Linked DNA regions of Mus musculus: region 1 is linked to region 2. A link is a contact called in public Hi-C data. All regions are on one chromosome and are shown on one strand. The core of a region is the stretch at or near the end of the contact, and the rest is flanking DNA. Distances in the headings are between cores, read along the strand shown.

What was found. Hi-C and Micro-C count contacts between places; a contact is called where the count stands out from the background.
Region 1: a contact with region 2 is called in a Hi-C map of uterus. The contact joins the enhancer-like site here to the promoter of Ednra in region 2. A contact is called at or near these places in 5 of 39 promoter capture datasets (the 3T3-L1 cell line, 3T3-L1-derived adipocytes, neural stem cells and 1 more), 2 of 484 Hi-C or Micro-C datasets (both in uterus) and 1 of 115 datasets of contacts at active chromatin or transcription factors (cardiomyocytes).

Annotation. Positions count from the first base shown.
Region 1 is chr8:77,919,765-77,923,351 of GRCm38.p6, forward strand. No RefSeq gene overlaps it. Among named protein-coding and RNA genes, the nearest start is that of Gm23981, 110 kb to the left of the region's middle. Within about 2 kb of position 2,112, at least 4 of the 459 cell types and tissues checked have an H3K27ac peak or open chromatin away from gene starts, as enhancers often do. A contact at or near this core is called in uterus, where this site is marked.
Region 2 is chr8:77,722,666-77,726,802 of GRCm38.p6, forward strand. Ednra (endothelin receptor type A) reads right to left here and starts at 1,787. Exons shown (of 8, transcript NM_010332.2): 1 at 1,431-1,787. LOC108167319 (a long non-coding RNA gene) reads left to right here and starts at 920. Exons shown (of 4, transcript XR_003947564.1): 1 at 920-1,057; 2 at 3,834-3,866.

The DNA of each region.
Region 1 (3,587 bases), core at 862-3,361, 200 kb after region 2:
CTCTTGCTGACCAAAGCCCAGTCTTTTATTTTCCTAACAATGCAGTCATTTACTCCAGATTGTCTTTCAAGTATCTCTCGAATCAGCATTTTATGACCTTAGCCCCTTGATTCTTAGAAGAAGACAGCATTTTTTTCCTTTCTTTTTCTTTTAATGCACAAATGAATTCAGAGGTTTGCTTGCTTTTGTAAGCACAGACAATAAGCTAGCTGGGTGGGATCCCCACCAGGCCTGGGCCTAAACTACCTTTGTCCCAGGCTGACCTTGAACTCAGGAATTCACCTGCCTCTGCCTCCCAATTGACTAAAGGCATCCGCCATCACTGCCCAGCTGAAAATTATATATTCTTAAACTGCTTTCACAGTTCTTTCCCACAGTCTTAAGGGATGTCCTGAAAGTCACGGAATTTGTCATTTTTGCTGAGGAACACAAGACACATTCTCACCTCCTGAATTCATGCTGTTTCTAATTATCATGGAGTCATTAACCTTGCCTGGCAGGGAGAATATTTCCCAAATGAGGAACATAAAGTAAACTATGTACGTTATTATACAAACAAGCCCCATACCCACAACAACCTCAGCGCTTGTGGAGACCCATGCCCTGCTAGCTCTGCTCCAGGGACAGGAACTGTGTCATGCCTTCCCTTCCACATGGCCATGCAGGACTCAGCAATTCCTGTAATCTGTTTTTATTTTACTAATAACCATCAGTACAAAGACCAAATCTAAGTCTCCCTAGATTGCTACACCCCCCTACCAAATACCCTGTCATTTAAAAAAAAATCTGTAGCTGCCAATGTCTGATGTATCTGTTATATAAACTAATGATATACATTTCAAATTCAAAGATTATATATTTATGCTCAGGGTTACAGTTTGGATCTTGACTATTTCCCCACAGCCCTTGTATTGAAAACTTGGTCCTTAGTCTGCTATAAGGAGTGATGAACTTTTAGAAAGATACTAGTAAATGGAAGTTGGGCTCTTTAGAGGGTGTCCTTCCTTTCTCTTTCAGTTCTTGGCTCTCATGAAGTAAAAATGCCCCCTGCACAGCATTCTCCTTCACAATATACTACAAGACGCCCAAAGTGACAAGGTGACAAGGCTAAGTGATCATGGACTGAAACATCTGACTTCACAGGACAAATATCATCTTCTCTTAAGTTGATATTATGTCACTTTTCCTGGGGAGATATGAACAGACACTAGTTGCCCTGAATAGGGCACTACCAGCAGACCAAAGAAATAAAAGCCCAGTTTGGTGAAATGATGAGTTTGTTCAGATTGCTTAGGGGAGCGTGGGTGACTCAAAGGCAGCTGTATGTATACATCTGCCATCCCTGGAGCTTCCTACACAGCCTGCAGGAGGTTCCTATCCACCAGCAATTACCCACAACTTATACTGACTTGAGAAGGAGCCTTGTGAATCTTGAAAATATATGATGTGTCAAAGTTGTGTGAGTTTGATGAGAATCCTTATCCTGGTAAATATATCATTAACTTCCCAAGTCTCATGAACATTCTCCCTCCTTCAGAGAAGAATTTTTTGAGGCGATAGCCATGCAGAAGTCATTTTTCTCAGTATTTTGTCCCAATGGCAGAAGTGACTCACAAATCCAGAAAACAGTTTAAATCTGTTACTGACTAATAAGAGAGCACTCGATTGCTAGGGGGGAGGTGGTGTGGTGGGGAAAGCATAACGAGCTTGCTTCACAAGTGTGAGGGCCTGAGTTCAGATCGGCAGAGACTACAGGTGACATAATGTATGTCTCTCATGACAATGTTCCTAGGACAAGAGAGGAATTAAAGAGGAGAATCCCTGGACATTCACAGGCCAGGTAGCATGCTACAAACAGTTGTCAATAACATAAAGACTCTGTATCAAACAAGGTGAAAGATGAGAACCAAGACCTGAAGTTATCCTCTGACCTTGACACACACATATGTGCACACCAATGTGCACACATACAAACACAAACACACACATACACATACACAGAGAGAGGAAGAGAGAGAGAGAGAGGATAAGAATATAAAAGCTGAGCAGAGACACTGTGGAAAACAAATGGCTTAGTGAAGGAGGAATGATTTAATAGATTTTTATCTTACAAATCAAAACCTCTTACTTTTTTCTTTTGCATACTGAATGAGATCACTGAACAAACACTAAGCTTAAAGACTTGCCAGATGGATTTTAGTAATGAATCATTTCAGACTTAGGCCATTGGCTAATTATTTTGTAACCTGTCATGACCCAGAGTTTTGGAGATTTTTCATGTGTGATCAAGGTCAGTCACTGGTTGAAATACAAGCTCAGAATAGGTCTCCCCTGAAGCCTCGGGGAAGCGGGCTGTGGGAGGGCAGGATAGAGAAACCTGAGGCTCACACGGCCTCACTTCTCTTCTATGGCACTTCAAAACTGAAAACAATCCTTTATAGCTTAAGCAGTCCAGTGATCTAGTCTCGGCTTGGTTTTACTGTTTTTTATGTTTAGGACTATGTTGTAATTACAAAAACAAATGTAAACTGTGGGATTTTAGTCAATGAAGTTAGAACATATTCTACTGATTTTCTAGTGTATTTAATATGTAGTCATGCATAAGAACTTACTGTGAAATTTCTAACTTAAAACAACTAATGCTTATTATCTCATGTCATTTCTGAGACCAGAGATCAAGGAATGGCTTGGATTAATTGTGGCTTAGATTTTCATATGAGGTGACTGTCACCCTTTCAGTTAAGTTTGCATCAAAGGACTAAGTTTGGTGGTGCAGGCCTGCATTCTCAGCTCCTTGGGAGGCTGAGGCAGGGAGGTCACTTGAGATGTGGAGTTCATGGCCAGCCTGTGAAAGAAGCTGAGGTCCTGTCTGAAGAAAACAAACAATACCAACAGCTGAGTCAGAAGGCTTGCTTGAAACTAGAAGCTTCACTTCCTCGGCACGCGAGGAACTCCTCACAGACAGCCTCCACTTCCTCGGCACGCGAGGAACTCCTCACAGACAGCCTCCACTTCCTCGGCACGCGAGGAACTCCTCACAGACAGCCTTCAGTTCTTTGCCAGGCAGACATCTCCATCCAGATGTTAAAAAGGACAGCCTGCTTCCACCAGAGTGAGCATCCCACCAGAGGCATATTGGTACTCCCTTAATTTTGGTCTCTAAGTTTCAAGCTGCCACAGTGTTCTACTCAAAGACTGTAGTAAACAGGCTGAGAACCAGGCTCTACTTCCTAATGGTAGTAGTATTTTTTTATATACCATTTGATGTGTGAAACAATTATATTTAAATTATAGTTTATAATATTTAATTATATTTAAGAATCAAATGATTGTGGGGCTGGAAAGATGGCTCCGTGTCAAGAGTGCATGTTGGCCTTTTAGAAGAGATAACTTGGGTTCCCAGTACCATGTCAGAGGGTCACACCTCCGATAGCCCCAGCACCAGAGGAGCTGAAGCCTCTAGCCACCGTGGGCACCTGCACTTGTATGCACACACCCCAAACCAACACAATTTAAAATAAATCTTTCGAAAGTGGCAAGGGTAAATGAACTTCAGTGGACATAGTTTTCACATTTCATTCAAAGTC
Region 2 (4,137 bases), core at 537-3,036:
GTGTGAGCCAGCTGCCAGTAAAACCTCTTTCCTTCCTTCCTTCCTCCCTCCCTCCCTCCCTCCCTCCCTCCCTCCCTCCCTCCCTCCCTCCCTCCCTCCCTCCCTCCCTCCCTCCTTCCTTCCTCCCTCCTTCCCTCCCTCCCTCCCTTTCTTCCTTCCTTCCTTTCCTTCCTTCCTTGCTTCCCTCCAGCAAAGACACTACCAAGAACTCATTTCTCTTGACACCTCTTGTCAGCTCACCACATCTAAGGGACATCTGTCAAAAACATGTGGATGCCATATTGTTACAGAGTGAAAAACACAAAACCAAATAAAAGAAACCTCTTTCGAATCCATGCTTTCCCAAGGACGGATCTGTAGCTCATTTTGGTATATTTCAGTCAAGCTTTGCCGGGCATCTGGCTCTAGAGCCAGAGCTCTAGAGAAGCAACTCACATTCAGACCAGAAGGACATGTCTATGGAGTCAGCATCTTTCCTTTTGTGGGTCTAGAGTTTGGTGGCATACAAAAGCTGACCCCTTAGTGCTTTCCCTAGTTAATACATCAGATTCTCAGAGCAAATGTCCACTTGCCATTAGTAATTTGGAAAATCCAACGGCGCCCAAACCGCACACATACTTAGGGCAGGTAATTTACATGGTATGGTTGCCAAGGTGTTTCATAGCCAATCTTTAAAAACAGATGAGTTGATGGCTGTGTGGGAATCAGAAACAACTACAAGAAGAAAAAAAAAATTAAACCAAGAACTTTTTTTTTTTCAAGTTCTCTGTGGTTTTGTTCTCTGGAGAAGACAAATTATCCACTCTCCTTGGACACATCCTCTGACTTTCATATGCTTTCGCCCCAGGTCTGCTGGGGTGAGGCCACTAAGGGTGGTGTAATCAGAGGTGGCTTATCTACAAACAGTTCCAGGGTTCTGCACATGAAAGACAAGAAGTGCCCTTTAAAGGACAGGACAGCACTGAGCAAATCGCCCAGACCTCCACCAGCAGGCAGATTTCCAACCCCAGCTGCCATCGTGGTGTGAGGAGGGCTCCACAGAGGTTGGTTCTTCACAGTAAGTGTCCTTGGCACTCAGGGTGCAGGATAGGAAGAGACCAACTTCACCAGGAGGCTTTGGAGCAAGCGCCCTGGGCCTTGATGCGCCTGAAAGCTTGTGTGGAGAAAAAGATCCTCCCACTCCCGGCTCCCCTTTCCTAAAAATCCGAGACAAAGCTCAATGGTCTTGTCCGGTGTCCACCCCCACTCCCCCCAGTGTTCGTCTCCCAGGAAAGCGCCCCACACTGGGCGTCCCGGGAGGTAAGTGCCAGGCCGGTCTGTTGCGTTTCCCTGGAGCTGCGAGACACCCCTGCTCCTCCCAGCAGATTGCCCCGGCAGCGACCCTATCCCTAGTTCCAGCCCTGGTTCCAAAAAGAAAGACTTGCACCGACCTTAGAGCTCCTCGGAAGCAGACAGCTCCAGGTCCGCGCACGGGCCAGCCGGAGCCTGAGCTGGAGAACGAGGGTGGCGCGCAGGGTGGCGGGTGACCAGGGCTGCAGCACAGTCTCAGCTCGGGGAAACTTCCCCGGACAGCCAGGCTTCTCTAGGGGGAGATCTTGCTCAGCCTGCAAGCTCCAGCGATGGTCCGGTGGATCAGAGAGAGGCTCCCCACCTCCTAGACACAGTTGCCAGACTAGAAGGGATGGGTGTGCGCGCGAGGCTCCCAAGGAAAAGCAAACTCCGGAGGAACACGCCTCCCGCGATCTTCCTTAGACTCCACAGGCTCCTAGACCTTCCTCTCTACTCTGGGACCTAACTGCAAGAGCGCTATCCCGCCTGCCCTCCAGGGAGCAGCCACCAAGCTGCAAAGCTGCTGCCCCCGCCAGGCCCTGAAGGGCAGGGATCTTTAACTATTTCCTTCCTGAGAAGTTGGTTAGTCTAGGATGGGTAGGATTGAAAGTAGAGAGCAACAGACCAGACTCAAGGTTGTGCCCTGTTTTAGGAAGAAACTCGAGGCACTTGAGCCCGTGAGTACGGGAGAGTTTGATCAGCAGGGGAAGCCAGGGAATTTGGGCTGTGTCTCCTGTCAACTTTGCTTAGCTTGTTAGCACTCCTCACCTTAGAGGAAGTTATGGAACCCAGGTGGACAGCATGTCTTTGGCTCAAATTTGACCTGCAAGACCACTAAGCCTTAGCCCAAGGCAAAAGGGAGCTGGGGAGTCTGTGGAAGGGTCTAGGGTGTGCTCAGAGAAATGATCATGTCTGACAATGAATGGGGAGACCCTTCAGAAGGCAGTGTCTTTATCACAGAGTGTGTCAAGTCACGATAAGATGGGGAGTGGGAGGAGAGATAAGGGCCAAACATCAGGGCTCCTGGGGAAGAAGGCTTGGCTGTACGGATGCCCTAGGACCTCATTGGTTCCCTACCGTATCTATAGTGGAATTGGACCTCAGTTTGTTCTAGGACCTCTAGGAGAAGGGAGAGACAGGACTTATATCTAGCCCCTGGGAAAGAATTTTAGCAACAGCTTCCTCATAGTGTGGTGGCTAGATTCCAAGAACAAATATCCCAAGAGAAAGGACATAGAAACTGCCACCTACTTAAGGCCCAGGTCCAGATAGTGACACAAAGGGGCTTCTGCTTAATTCTGTCAGTCACCAATTCCAGATTAAAGGGTGAGGGCACAGAGACCCTACTTGACAGGGGTCATTTTGTAAAACTGTCACAGCCATCAGCAGAACACCTCGGTGGAAAGGATTTTAATATTCTTCTGGGACTGTTGGAGCAGGCATTACCCTGTCCACTAATCTAGTGTTTATCTAGCGTTTCTCTAGGAAGGATCCACAAAAATTGTCTCAGTCAGCTCTGAAGGGGTACGCTTTTGTGGCGACAGCTTGGCAGGCTGACATTATTTTCCAGGAAGAAAAGTTATTGCCTTCTTCCAGAAGACTGTTCATAACTTGGTATGTGAAATGTTCTGGATCCCAGGCCCTCTCACCCCGTGACTAGGCACGTGGACAGTGCACCATCTGTGTAACTGAACATGTCTGTCAGGCTAGTCTTTGTAACAGCACCCCCAGGACCCCCTACCTTTTGCTGATCCCACTGTGGTATGGATTAAGCATTAAAAATTTCTCTTTCACATCCCTTAGGACAGTCACTATTTAAACACAAATGAAACTAGAAAATAAACTGGATTGTCAGGGGTGCTGAGAGGCAAACTCCTGACTACTGAGGCAACAGCAGTGGGAGCCCAATGGTGCTCCTCAAATAATTATGACTAAAATTACCAAGGGTCTAGCAATTCCAGTCCTGAATATGTGTATAAAATGGGCAACAAGGTTGGTGTTGTAGACAGAGTGAGGCTGAAGAACACAGAAACAGAATGGATGTTGGTCTGTGTTTTTTCTAAGGTTGGGCCCAAGAGACACATCAGCAGGAAGGTGCCTGCTTGTTTAGCATCAAGTTACTTCAGGTTAGTGTTTGTGTTAAATATTCAGAGAGAAAGAATTCCAGCTAACTGGCATATTTGGGAAATGTGCTTATTTGTACGTGAGTGTGTGTGTGTTTGAGTGTGTGTATGTGTGTGTGAGTGTGTGTATGTGTGTGAGTATGTGTGATGGTGAAAGATGACCTTGGGAAGTTGAGTGTGAGGCTTCAGTGCAAACGCCTTCACCCACTGAGTTATCTTCCAAACCCTTGATGTTTAACTGATTCCCCCAAAGGTCAGATGACAGCTTAGTTTCTTCTTAATGACATGGACTTCAGCTTGAGTGAGTCCATTTCGAATGTGTTTCTGTGCTGTTCTGTTGTTGTTTGCTTGTTTCAATTAACGCCGTGATCACATTTACAGAAAGGACCTAGAATAGTCAAAACCACAGAGAAGGTAAGCTGGTGACTCCTGGGGCTTGGAGAAGGGGGCTCACTGTTTCATGCGTTTCACTGTGTTTCACATGTGTTTCACTGTTTCATGCGTTTCACTGTGTTTCACTGTTTCATGCGTTTCACTGTGTTTCACATGTGTTTCACTGTTTCATGTGTTTCACATGTATTTCACTGTTTCATGTGTTTCACATGTGTTTCACTGTTTCATGCGTTTCACTGTGTTTCACATGTGTTTCACTGTTTCATGCGTTTCACTGTGTTTCACATATGTG